2 separate regions of the Mus musculus genome follow, and region 1 is linked to region 2. Evidence: chromatin contacts called from public HiChIP or PLAC-seq data. All regions are on one chromosome and are shown on one strand. Each heading gives the region's core, a stretch centred on a gene start, on an enhancer-like site or on the middle of the called end of the contact. The rest is flanking DNA. Distances are from core to core; before and after follow the strand shown.

Evidence for each region. HiChIP or PLAC-seq counts read pairs in DNA pulled down with a chosen protein or histone mark.
Region 1: a contact with region 2 is called in a FOXA1 HiChIP or PLAC-seq map of pancreatic cancer cells. The contact joins two enhancer-like sites. A contact is called at or near these places in 5 of 484 Hi-C or Micro-C datasets (the G1E-ER4 cell line, cerebellum, granulosa cells and 2 more), 3 of 115 datasets of contacts at active chromatin or transcription factors (bone marrow-derived macrophages, neural tube and pancreatic cancer cells) and 1 of 9 other capture datasets (embryonic stem cells).

What each region holds. Positions count from the first base shown.
Region 1 is chr3:146,542,361-146,549,229 of GRCm38.p6, forward strand. No RefSeq gene overlaps it. Among named protein-coding and RNA genes, the nearest start is that of Rpf1, 24 kb to the left of the region's middle. Within about 2 kb of position 2,646, at least 15 of the 459 cell types and tissues checked have an H3K27ac peak or open chromatin away from gene starts, as enhancers often do. A contact at or near this core is called in pancreatic cancer cells, where this site is marked.
Region 2 is chr3:146,326,967-146,333,479 of GRCm38.p6, forward strand. No RefSeq gene overlaps it. Among named protein-coding and RNA genes, the nearest start is that of Gm40167, 16 kb to the right of the region's middle. Within about 2 kb of position 2,000, at least 118 of the 459 cell types and tissues checked have an H3K27ac peak or open chromatin away from gene starts, as enhancers often do. A contact at or near this core is called in pancreatic cancer cells, where this site is marked.

The DNA of each region.
Region 1 (6,869 bases), core at 1,396-3,895, 220 kb after region 2:
ATGTATATTATTTTGTTTTGGGATAGAATGTTCTGTAGATATCTGTTAAATCCATTTGGTTCATAACTTCTGTTAGTTTCACTGTGTCTCTGTTTAGTTTCTGGTTCAATGGCCTGTCCAGTGGTGAGAGTGGGGTGTTGAAGTCCCCCACTATTAGTGTGTGAGGGTCACTGCGTGTTTTGAGCTTTAGTAAAGTTTCTCTTTTACAAATGTGGGTGCTCTTGTATTTAGGTCATAGATATTCAGAATTGAGACTTCATCTTGGGGAATTTTTCCTTTGATGAATAAGATTCATCAAAATCATCTCTTTTGATTACTTTTGGTTGAAAGTCTACTTTATTGAATATTAGAATGGCAACTCCAGCTTGTTTCTTGGGACCATTTGTTTGGAAAACTTTTTTCAGTCCTTTACTCTGATGTAGTGTCTGTTTTTGTTTTTGAGATGTGTTTCTTATATGCAGAAAAATGATGGATCCTACTTGCATATCCAATCTGTTAACCTGTGGGTTTTTTTTTTAAAGTGGGGAATTGAGTCCATTGATGTTGAGAGATAAAGACCAATGATTGTTAGTTTCTCTTATGTTTGTTGTAGCTCGTTTGTGTGTGTGTGTGTGTGATTCTCTTTTCTTGGGTTTATTGTGAGATGATTAATTTCTTGTGGTTTTTTTTTTGGGGGGGGTGTAGTTACCTTCCTTATATTGGAATTTTCCTTCTAGCATCCTCTGTAGGGCTGGATTCGTAGAAAGATATTGTTTAAAAATTTTTTTTTCTCATGGAATATCTTGGTTTCTACATCTATGGTGAAGGAGAGTTTTGTTGGGTATAGTAGCCTGGACTGGTATCTGTGTTCTCTTAGGGTCTACATGACATCTGTCCAAGATCATCTGCCTTTTAGTGTCTCTCTTGAGAAGTCTACTGTAGTTTTGATAGGTAGGCTTTTATGTTACTTGGCTTTTTTTCCCCTTACAGCTTTTAATACTCTTTCTTTGTTGTATACATTTACTGTTTTGATTATTATATGGTGAAAGGATTTTCTTTTCCGGTTCAATTTATTTGATGTTCTATAGGTTTTTTTTTATGTTTATGGCCATCTCTTTCTTTAGGTTGGGGAAGTTTTCTTCTATGATTTTGTTGAAGTTGTTCTCTGACTTTTTGGAGTGGGAATCTTTACTCTCTTATTTCCTATTGTGATCACAGGTGGCCACACAAACTGGGTACTCCTGAAAGGCAGGCTGGGGCTAAAAGAGAATAGATGGGGAGAAAAGACAAGGCCAAGACCGGTTTCTGATCAAAGACCCAAAGTTTACTAACAACCTGTGCTTATAGAAGCAGAGAGCCCATCTCCTGCAGATCCATTCTTGATGCCTGTCACCAGCCTCTATCTGAAAGAACTGGTTTAGCAAGTAGGTGTAAATTACTGGATTGCTTGCTGTCTCTAGTATATCTCAAGGGCCTCTCTCAGCAGGTAGCAGTGTCTCAGAGAAGAACAAAGCTGGTGACAGAATAGAACCATCTAGGTCAGAAAGCTTCACTCTAGGTGGTCTCATTCTCAGTGGCAGCAAGGTCAGAGCCAGCCTACTCAAGGCTGAGGAAGGCTTCAGCCTATTATTCTTATGTTTGGTCTTTTCAATGTGTCCCAAATTTCTTGGCTGTTTTGGGTTAGGAACTTTTTACACTTTGTATTTTCTTCGACTGATGTCTCAATATCTTCTATGGTATCTTCTACACCTGAGATTTTCTCTTCCATTTCTTGTATTGTAGCTGCTGTATTCCTTCCTATGTTTTCCATATCCAGGGTTTCTCCATTTGTGATTTCTGTTTGTTTTTATTTCCATTTTATGTTTTGTTCAATTTCTTCATTTATTTGATTATATTTTCCTGTATTTCTTTAAGGGACTTATTTGTATCCTTTTAAAAGGCTTCTATGTTGCCTGTGTTTTTCTATATTTCCTTAAGAGAGTTATTTATATTCTTAAAGGCCTCAATGATCTTCATGAGATGGGATTTTAGGTCAGAATCTTGCTCTTCGGGAGTGTTAGGGTATCCAGGCTTACTGTGGTAGGAGAACTGGGTTCTGATGATACCAAATGACATTGACTTCTGTTGCTTATATTCTTGCATTTGCCTTTTGCTATCTGGTTATCTCTGGTATTAACTGGTCTGGGTATCTCTGATAGGAGCAGGCCTCCTTGGAAGCAGGAAGAGCTGTGTGACTTGGGTTGGAGCAGGCTTCCTTGGGTTCAGCTAGTCTCTGGCTAGGCCAGACTTCCTGTGTCCATGATTAGAGCAGGCCTCCTGTATCCCTGTGTCCTTGTGTCCCTGGTTAGAATAGACCTCATGGAGGTGAAGACCAGAAAGACAATGGGGCTCAGGCAGAGCAGGAAAGATTGCACACCTGCTGAGCTCTGTGGGGGTCCCAGCTGATGTAGATATTGGGACAGGGGTCTCACCTGTATTCCTAGTTATGGCAGCCCACCTTTGAGGCAGTTAGCTTGTGGGGGAGGTGCAGGCACACCAGTCTGCCACAGGTTCAAGTGGAGGTGCAGTCTGGAAAGATGTTGGGGCTCAGGCAGAGCAGGATAGATGGGTGGGGGAAGGGCAGCTAACCCGTATGGTTCAAGAATCTCAGGTCTGATGGAGGTTGGGGGAGGGGCAGCGGGAGAATGGAGGTCCTCCAGGGATAGCAGATTGCTCAGGGCAACGTGGCATGGCCCAGAGGGCTCAGAGAGCAGGGAAGATGGGTGGGGGAAGGGAAGCTTACTTGTATGGTTCAGGGATCTGGTGGAGGTGTCTTCTCAGCCTCTTGTTGGGGCAGATAGAATCTCTACTTAGGAAAGTCTGTTTTACTTTATAGTTGACCAACATGCCACTTTGTTTGACATCAAAACTTACCATCTCTATAAAGTGCCCACGCATCTTTATGACCATGGAAGGATATGGATGCTAAACCTAGGCCTCTGCTGCTTTCCACCTTCCTCCTACCCCATGGCTACTGAGAGGCTGTAAATGTATAATTATGTGCTTGGACTGGGAGACAGGATGCAAACAGAATCTAAATGAAAGGGCATGAAGAATGGAGAGGAACAAATGAACATTTCAAAATGTTCTGCTGTTTAACAGCAAGACAACATTGCCTATGCGGTCATGTATTAATTTTACAATTGTTTTGGGTATTTTCTATTTTATTTTTAATATCTATTTATAAAAGATAGTGTGTATTTATTGTTAAATGTTTTCCTCGGGAATGTACAATAGGTTTTTGTTGAGGTAGTGGCATTGGTACAGAGTGGGATTTTGTTGCGGTAGTTGCAGGGCTCCATGTAGTCCAGGTGTGTCTCATGTCTAAGTAGCTGAAGTGGTCTTGAATTTCTTATCCTCCTGCCTCCATAGCCTAAGTGCTGGAATTACCGGTATATTCCACTTTGACCCATTTCAGTGGTACTAAGGACTGAATACAGAGCTTTAAGCTAGATGAACCGAATGGAACCACAAGCTCCAACGTGGTTCTTTGTAGTCACAGAAATGCCAGCAGTGATTGCACTTTGTTTGAACATGACTAATTGCCCAGAAGCCTTACTTCTTGCCAGAATGTTCAGGGTGTAGCTGCCAGTCTTCTGCTGTGGCTGCTGGTTTTTGGGTCCTGAAAGGGATTGGCATTCAGTAATCTTTCCTTCCTCCCTTTTTCCTCCCTCCCTTCCTTCTTTGTCCTTCCTTCCTTCCTTCCTTCCTTCCTTCCTTCTCTCTCTCTCTTGCTCTCTCTCTCCCTCTCCCTTTCCCTCTCTTCCTCCCTCTCTCTCTCTTTCTTTCTTTCTTTCTTTCTTTCTTTCTTTCTTTCTTTCTTTCTTTTCTTTTCTTTTTTTTTTTCTAAGACAAGGTCTCACTAGAGTTCATGCTGATCTTGAATTCATGGCGATTCTTTTGCTCAACCTCCTGGGTGAAGGGAGAATAGGTATGAACCACTATTGGCTCACGTAGCTTTCTTTTCTATGCATGCCTTGTGGCTTCTGGGCCAGGCAGTGGTGGCACATGCCTTTAATCCAAGCACATGGGAGGCAGAGGCAGGCGGATTTCTGAGTTCAAGGCCAGCCTGGTCTACAGAGTGAGTTCCAGGACAGCCAGGGCTACACAGAGAAACCCTGTCTCAAACAAACAAACAAACAAACAAACAACAACAAAAAAGATACTTTTGTAGACTATCAGCAGCCCAGAAGGTGGGAGATACAGGGCGCAGGAGAAAAACATGAGAGTTTCAATATGTTGCTTAGTTTACTTTATGCTGACATTTCTTTTCTGAGTCACCAACCCAGACACACACTACAGCAATCATCACCAGGTTAAGAAGTATAGTGTGCTGACTAATATTTTGTCAACGTGACACAAACTAGAGTCAACTGGGACAAGAAGACCTCAACTGAGTAATTAACCTACATTGGGTTAGCCTGTGGGCATACTAATGGGGGACATTTTTGGATTGATGATTGACCTTTGATTGATGAGGGCTCCGTCCTCGGTGGGTGGGACCTCTCTGGGTGGATGGCCTTTGGTTATTTAAGAAAGCTAGCCCTACTCAAGCCTTGGAAAGCGAGTCAGTGGGCAGCGTTCCTCTATGGCTCTGCTTCAGTTCTTGCCTGCGGGCTCCTGCCTGAATTTCCACCCCGACTTTCCACACTGGGGCGATGATGTGGAAGCATAATCAAGCAAATCCTTTCCTCCTCAAGTGGCTTTTTGTTATTTCTAAGATTTATTTATTTATTTTATGCATATGAATACCCACCATTACTCTCTTCCGACACACCAGAAGAGGACACCGGACCCCATTACAGATGGTTGTGAGCTATCATGTGGTTGCTGGGAATTGAACTTAGGACTTCTGGAAGAGCAATCAGTGCTCTTAACCTCTAAGTCATCTCTCCAGCCCCTCAAGTTGCTTTTGATTAGTGTTTTATCCCAGCAACAGAGACACAAAACAAGACACGTGGGCAGAACTAGGGCTCTCTGACCTGAATACACTCAGATTTTTTTTCTACTCATTGTAGAGAAACTCTAATTAAGGTTGAAGTCTACCATTGATCAGATAGCCTCTGGGTTCAGAGAGTAATGGAAGACTCCCTTCATTAGTGGGGCTTCTTTTTCTCTGACTTTGGGGAAATCTAGGCCCTCACACATGTCTCTACCTGATTAAATTTCAGGATCAATTGCCTTTTTCCTGATAAGAACATGTTCAGCTAGGACCTGAGATTCCTGAAATACTTCCCCATGCTAATGAGACATTTTGGTACCCTAAGCCTTCAGCCAATGACCTTTGCCCATCCTGGATGTTCTTATCCTGAGTCCCCCCAAAACTTTATAAGCCTTGAATCACCCTATATAAAGTTGATCAGTCCCCTTTTATCTGGTTCCAATGTGGTTATTCCGAATCTGTATTCACAGGGCTTCTGAGCACCCCTCCCAATCATCTCTTCTCCCTTCCCCCTAGTGAACCTTATTGGCCAGTGATCCACAAGGGCAGGGAGACCTAGAACTCATATCACTTCTTTCTTTGCTATAGAAACTTGGAATTTCACAGTCCACAAAAGATGGAGACAAAAAGGAAGAGGCACTGAAGAGAACAACCAGCAGGAATCCAGAGACAACAGTGAGAAATGAGTGTTAAGGAGAAACCAACATCTTTAAAACATCTAAAAAATGTTCAAAAGCAAAGGTTTAGATTTAGTCAACAAGAAAAAGAGACTAAAATGTCACATTTGCCTGCTGTCTTCATACACCTGCACCCCACCCCCATCTGTCTCCCTTTCCCCAAGCCTTTTTGATACAGAACATTTCAGCTGTGTATAAGGACAGCCATCTTACAAAGCCACAAGCATTGTGGTGTCTATTTGGCTTAGGAGGATGGTATGTTATTATTATTATTATTATTATTTTGATTCCTCTAATTAAATAGGAAGTTACTTCTAATGCCTTATTGCTGTGGAGTGATGTTGCCCATCTTCTAGGGGCTGCCTGAGATAATATTCTAGGATCAGAATTTGAATTCAGCTCCTACTGCTATCCTCACAATGGCGGTAGCTCATGTCCTGGACTTCCTAGGACCACTTTGTGTTCTTGTTTATGTATATACTTTATTTTCTATGGCCTTTAAAAAACCTGTACCTTACTGCTAATATTTGCTGGTTTTCTTAGCTTTCCCTCTTCTGTTGTATATGAATGTAGCTGATAGTCATGTAAATGCTGGTTTGTTAAGCTTGACAGTGAAGAAAGCTTAGTTCATTCTTCTTTATTACAGAGTTGCCTCCTACTCAAGTGTATCTTACACGAAGGCACTGTGATTCTTGCAAATACTGCTATTCTTCTGTTATTTCTTTTCTGACATACCCTTCCCTTCCTCCTTCCTCCCTTCTTCCTTCTTTCCTTCTTCCCTTCCTTCTTCCCTTCTTCCTTCCTCCCTTCCTCCTTCCCTTCTTCCTTCTCCTTTTTTTCCTCCTTCCCTCCCTTTCTCCCTCCCTCCTTCCCTTCCTTATATATAAGAAACCCCTCTCTCCCCTCATCTAGTTAGCTCACAAGGGAACCACCTAAGGTAGCTTTGTCCAGTGATGGCCTTTCTTTTAGAGACATGCTTTTGTAATTCCCTAGCTTTGATGTTTGTGTTTCCTATTTTGCTCCCATTCCTTGCTGCTGGAGCTGATCTTCCTCAGAGGCTCTCACCCTCGTAACTTTATTTCCCAGAGGCAAGTACGTGCTCTCTACCTGGCTGTATTATGAAACACCCGGGTTTGCCTGACCCACCCCTCCTCAGCTGCACCACCCAGGACATTTAAAAGATGCAGTGGGCCTGGCTGGAGGTTAGTAGAGCTGTGCTGGCTCCACGTGAA
Region 2 (6,513 bases), core at 750-3,249:
GGCTTGGCAAGGAAGAAGAGGAAACCCACACGTTGCTATTTAAATCACAAGCAATTAATGGTTTTCAATAATGTTTGTGGTAAAAATAAATAAATAAATAAATAAATAAATAAATAAATAAATAAATAAATAAATAAATAAATAAATAAATGAAGAAATAAATGGTCCCCCTCGTCGAACGTGTAAAAGCAAATCCCCAGACTCACTCAAACAGTGGGTGATTGGACAAGGAGCCCGGTCGCCATTTTTGTTTTATTATAAATTCACCACTCACCACTGGGATACTTGAAGAGTCACCTCGCCAGTTGTAAACCTTGTTTCTCCTTGCCTGTACAATGGACATCAGGAAGAGTGCACTGACCTTGCTAGATAGATCAGTCACTGCTGAAGAGTTTCCATTCAAGAGGACAGCTGTCACCAAGATCTGCATAATACTCGAGAGATGAGCTGTCATTCCCAGAGCTCTGGTAACATTCAACAAACACCGGGAGGTGTGAAACCCGTGCCCCCTCCCTCTCCCGGCGCCCCCCCCCCCCCCCACCGCTCAGATGAAATGAAATACATGCGTCCTTCCCCCACCCCCCACTCCCTGCTCAGATAGGTAAAGCCATGAGGCTCAGATAAAGTCTAGGAGGAGTTTCTATTCTGATGGGGCTGCTGGAAAAACAACCCTATAGGGACCACTGTTGGGTGAAAGATGACTCCAGATCAGCAGGAGACCCGAGGGGACCCTCTCACCCCTCTCTATTTCAGATGTCTAGAGAGGGACAGGCACTGCATGCATGCTTAATGAGTATTAACTGGGAGCAGCTGAAAGCATTAAGGACCAGCGTGTAACAGATTAGCTCACAGGGAGTAACCCAAACACATCTCCTTGGGGTTACATTTATCAGGGCACCTCGCTGGGTGTTCTCGCCGTCAGGAACCGCTTTGTAACCACATGCCCACTGCACCAAGGCCTCTGCCTTAGGAAGCGGCGCTGTGTTTGTTCACCCAGCGGAGCTTCCAAGGACATGAATTAAACATTTGTTCCTCCCAGCTCTGGCAGTTTGCCGCATTCTTGCGGAGGAAAGTCTAAAATGGCTTTGTTCTTTTTGCTGCAATCAAGGAGGGACCTGGAAGCAGAAGATACGGTAAGGCGAAGATCTTTAATTTGGCCACTAGGTGGCAAAAGAGTTCTACTGAAGATACTGCAGGCAGCCCAAGGCACTCTTAGGGAAATCCTAGACAGGTTTTCAGAGCAGGACAGGTTCTGTGAGAAAAGATCTCAGGGAAATGAAGGAGCTAAACTGATGCGAACAGCCTCTAGCACTCTGATCAAGACTACAAATCAGGATCCCAACTTCTAGAACAATCTTGTTCAACAAGCCACTCCGTTTCCCCCTCTTTAGGTATGCTCGTCTTGTATTCTCGGCGAAAATACAATAAGGAGGTGAACGTGGCATTTCAAATTAAAATTTAAACGTGCAGTTGCCAGTCTCGCGGTAGACACCTCTGAGATGACCCAAAGGCTTCGGACTCATAATTCTAACCCTCTTATGTCCTCGATCCCACCCCTTACGTCCTTACCCCGGCTGACCAGCAAATGTGCAGGTCAAATGCAGATGGAGACTCTAGCCAGCAGACCCGAATCCAAGCCCATTTGCCAGGTTCCCAAACCTTGATGTCTAGGCTTTCTAAACAAAAAGAGGAGGAACGACTCCATCATCAAATTCCCACCCAAAGACCATAGACATTCATCAGAAAGTGGACTTACTATCATTTTTATTTTAAAAATATTTATGATTGTGATGGATTGAATGAGATGTTCCCCCAAAGTCTCCAGTATTTGAATACTTGGACACCAGTTTGCAGTACTGTTAGGGGCAGCTTGGGAGTTACGGCCTTGCTGGAGAGCAAATGTGGACTTTGAGAGCTTAAAGCCTTGGCCAGTTTGAGTTGGCGTTCTCTGCTTCTTGCTTGCAGTTTGAAGAAGTGAGCTCTCAGCTTCCTGCTACGGCTCCGCCCATCGCGGCTCCGCCCATCGCGGCTCTGCCCCTCTGCCATCATAGACCTTTACCCGTCTGGTACTGTAGCCCAAGTATAACCTTCCTTCTATAACCTGTCTTGGCCACGTTGTTAAGCAGTAGAAAAGTAACTAAGACGCGGTCTTTTAAATTTTCATATACCCTATCATGTTTCAAAAAGGTCTTACAAAACAACTAAGCCACCCACACGTCTCAGAGACCAAGAAGTGCTTGAATGATGATAGCCCTTTCAACAAAAACTATTAAAAATATTTACTGGGTGCCACCTTAGTTAGTTTGTGTGAGTTATTTTACCTAATATCCTGTCAACAGAAATCATATTTGTCTAGCTCAACTGGCTCTTTTTTCTTGCCAACTATGAATTCATATTTTTGACAAATGAGAAATTTACACTAGTGGATCTACCCTGATGTGACCTTTTTCTTTTCCTGCCACTTTTGAGCTGTGTGAGGACACTGGGTGCTTGTGTGGCCTTGGTGATGCCCACATTTCTTAAAGCTTGTAGCTAGCTGTATTGTTATTTCAAACCATCTTAGGGAGATAGGTAATGCTGGAAGCACTTGGTTCTTCTTTTCCAAAGACCATTCTCTTGTTAAAGGGATCAGAGAAGAATCGATACCATTATAAATAAAGAATTGTGTTCCCAGGAGGAAGGAGCAGCTCTTCCTTATTCAATTATAATTAATAAATGAGGAGTTAAGGGAAAATCCACAAAAATCAGATACTGTGATTTTAAAAGACTCTTGTAGGTGACTCTGGATAAGTAAAATGAAGGCAAGGTCCCGCACATTGTGATTGTTCCTGTTCAGTATCCCATATTGTCCACATCCTTAATAAGGAGCAAAAAGATCACATTTCCCAGTCTCCCTGGCAAGTGGTTCTCACATGATTAACTTCTGGCCAATGGAATATCAACACCTGGTGGGTTAATTTCCAGGAAAGCTTTTAAAAACAGAATATAGACGTAGCCTTTTCCCTCCCTCTTTTTTCTTTGCTTCCCATCTAGAAGACAGATTTTATGGCCGCTATTATCGTGGATGCATGTGAAACATGAAGCAGCTGTAGGTATGGAAACCACGTGCTGACATGCAGACAGAGAGAGAAAAGGTCCTGATCACCCCGCAGAACTCCCAAGCCGGAACCAGTCTCACTGCCTCCAAACTATGCAAGCATTACACAGCACTCCACGTCAGGAGTTGGCAGCCAATAGAAACTTGAATGGACACAGGAGTATGAAAACCTGTGAGATAGAGAAAATGGTGAGAAACAGAGCTCTCTGTCTTTAAGTATATAATTTTTGTGCATAAAAAACTTTGGAGGTAAGAGTGTACACACACACATTGTTTTAATTATGGCTGAGGGATATTGGGCCACACAACAGAACAAGTGACATCAACCGAGCCAACAGTAGCTTGGTCTCAAAGCATAATCTGCCCCAAGCTTCGCAGGTCCCCTCTTCCTGGGTCATTCAGAAATCGGATTGTCTTGTTGAGGGAAGCTTTAGCAGAAACAAGTTATGGGGAACATGTTTCTTGGTAAAATAACAAAAGCACCATCTCCTTTTCTGTGCAGTTTTCTTAAAATCTCTTATGCACACGTCATCTTCTGTAGGGTAGGGAGCCACATTATACAAAAGCCTTACCATGTATTTAGGCATCCTGTCAAAGCAATAGGCAGTTCAAGCCATTCTGGACTGGGAGGACACTCAGTTGATACTTTTAGCTCTCTGAGGAGACTATAAATTCACATTGGTTAAGATTTTAAGGTTAGGGGTCTAGGATCCCCATAGAAGCCAATCTGCCTGCTGTTCTTTTCCGCTTTGATATGCAGAGTAAGAAAGGGGTTGCCAGGCAAAAAGGTGAATTAGAAGTTATTTTGTAAATGCTGTAGCGTTAGTTCATGCGTTCATCTGTCATGTCCATACATCTGTCCATCCGTCCACCAGCAGTAGGGAATGACACTCTGTGTCCGGTGCAAAGCTCACTGGTAAATAGGACAGTCCTTGGCAGAAAGAGGACTCACATGAAGATGTTCTCATACAGAGCCAGTGCGACCTCATTTTATTTCCCAACCCAAGGTGGGGAAAACCCAACGGGATTACCAATATGAAAAAGTAGGAAGTAAAACTCAAGTCTTAGGAAATATTGATTTTCCCTGGGTATTGACATGTTAGCCTTTGCATTGCCCCCTTCAGTGTTCATTGGAATACTTTATGTCACAAGAAGCTAGAACCTGAATGCTAAGTCATTCCATCTCCTGGCTTAGAGAGGTGGGCTGTTCAGAATACCGGTTTAGGGCAGTTCAAGATACCAGCTTAGCATATATCTGCTATATTTGCGTGTCGCCTCTACTCATGGTTGAAACTGGTTTGTTACTGCTGCAGTGTTGCAGGAAGTGACTTTTGAGAGATGGCTCACCGAGAGGCACAGCCTTTACAGAAGGACCATCATCGTGTCAGGAGTGGGCAGTTCCAGCCCTCTGTGTTATGGTTGCTCTCTGCCCATGTGATACCTCCTAGCCACACACAGCCCAGCAGGCAGGCTCTCACCAGGTGTGACCCCCTGCACCTTGCATTTCCCAGGCCCCAGAACTGTAAGAAAAGAACTCTGGCTTCTTTGTTGATTGCTTAATTTGCGCCGTTCTATTATAATGGCTGAAAATCAGACACTAAAAGCATCTCTATGTTGGTGGCCTCCCTTCATGTGACAGACCCTGGTATCACATTTGCACGACAGCACACAAAGCTCTTTCCTCGACTTCCTCAACAAGGCCCGCTAACTCGAGCCAAAGAGCTTGGCCATCCTTACTGTAGAGGCGAGCAAAGGAGCACTGTCCGTCCCACTCAGAGCACGCAGGATGGAGCTGAACATTGGTCGACACTCATTTGGTTTCCAGTATGTCCCCGTTTGTTATGGTTTGAATCTACAATGTCTCCTTTGGCTAATGTGTTGGGACACTTGGCCCTGGGCTGGTGACATGGTTATGAAACCTGTAGGAGGTAGAACCTCACGGGAGAAAATGGGTCTCTTGAGGGAGGGCGGTCAGCCTTGAGGTTTTACAGCCCAGCCCTATTTCCTGTCTGTTCTCTGCATCCTGACAGTGGACTCAACGTGATCAGCTTTCTCGCATGCCTGCTCTAACGGGGAGCGGAACTGAAGCAAAACCGAGAAGCCTGGGTCTCTGGAACCCATAGATGCAAGCAGGTAGGGTTAAAGAGTAAAGGAAACTAAAAGTTGGCTGACAAGTGGATGTACCCCAGAAGGGCTCCGTGGATAAATGCAGTGGCTGAAGAAAGGCTAAGCCATGTGTTTCAGGCTGCTCTCTATTGCCTTGATAAACACGGAGACCAAAGTCAGCCTGGAGAGTAAAGAATTCCTTCCAGCTCCCAGCTTACAACGAGCATCCTGAGGGGAAGGCAGAGCAGAAGTCTGGAGGCAGAGGCTGATCCAGAGGCTAGGGAGGAACGATGCTTATGGCTTGCTCCTTGTGGCTTGTTCAACCTGCTTTCTTATAGAAAAGGACCCCCTTTCTAGAAATGCCACCACCCACAGTGGGCTAGGGCAATCAGGAAAGTTCCCCAGAAGGCTTGCATACAAGGCCAGTCTTTTTTTTTTTCCCCAAGAGACAGGGTTTCTCTGTGTAGTCTTGGCTGTCCTCGAACTCGGAAATCCACCTGCCTCTGCCTCCCAAGTGCTTGGATTAAAGGTGTGCATCACCACTGCCCTGGAACAGGTCAGTCTTATAAAGGCATTTTCTCAGTTGAGGTTCCCAATTCTAAAATGACCCTAGCTGTATCACGTTGATGAAAACCCAGCCAGCACACCATATCTCCCTGTCCTTGTCAAGCTCACGTTTCCTTGCTGCTGCTGAGCCCCAGACCCAGGGACAGGATGCCCCAGACCCAGGGACAGGATGCTCCTTCCACTCTGGGCTGCTGAAATTAAATTCTAGGGATTAGAGTCATCAAGGAATATTTCTCCACAGATGCCCCATGGTTGCTGTTGGAACCTGCCGGGACAGACATTTGCGTCAAAGGTTTTAGGGTGGGAAGGTAGTCCTTGATCGTGTGAGTGAGACTGGTATAATCACAAGCGCAAAGGGGAAGAAGGAATGTCAGAGAGAGATTAGAAACATTGCTGACCACGAAGATGGGAGTGGGTCATAAGCTAAGAGATCCAGTTGGCTTTGAGGAACTACAGAAGACAGGGAGAAATAGCCTCTCCCATGCAGCCTCCAGCACGTTGGCTTTTGCAAACACCTATTTTGAACCCCTGGTTCCCTTTTCTGGCTGGCTAGGTTTCTGTTAACTTGACACAAGCTAGGGTCATTTTAGACTTTCAACTGATAAAATGTCTTTATAAGACTGACCTGTAAGCAAGCCTTTGGGGGCACTTTCTTGATTAACCTAGCCCACTGTGGGCGGTGGCATCTCTAGATAAGGGGCCCAGGTTCTGGTGCTTGGCCACTCAGGAGAGCACAGAGGCCT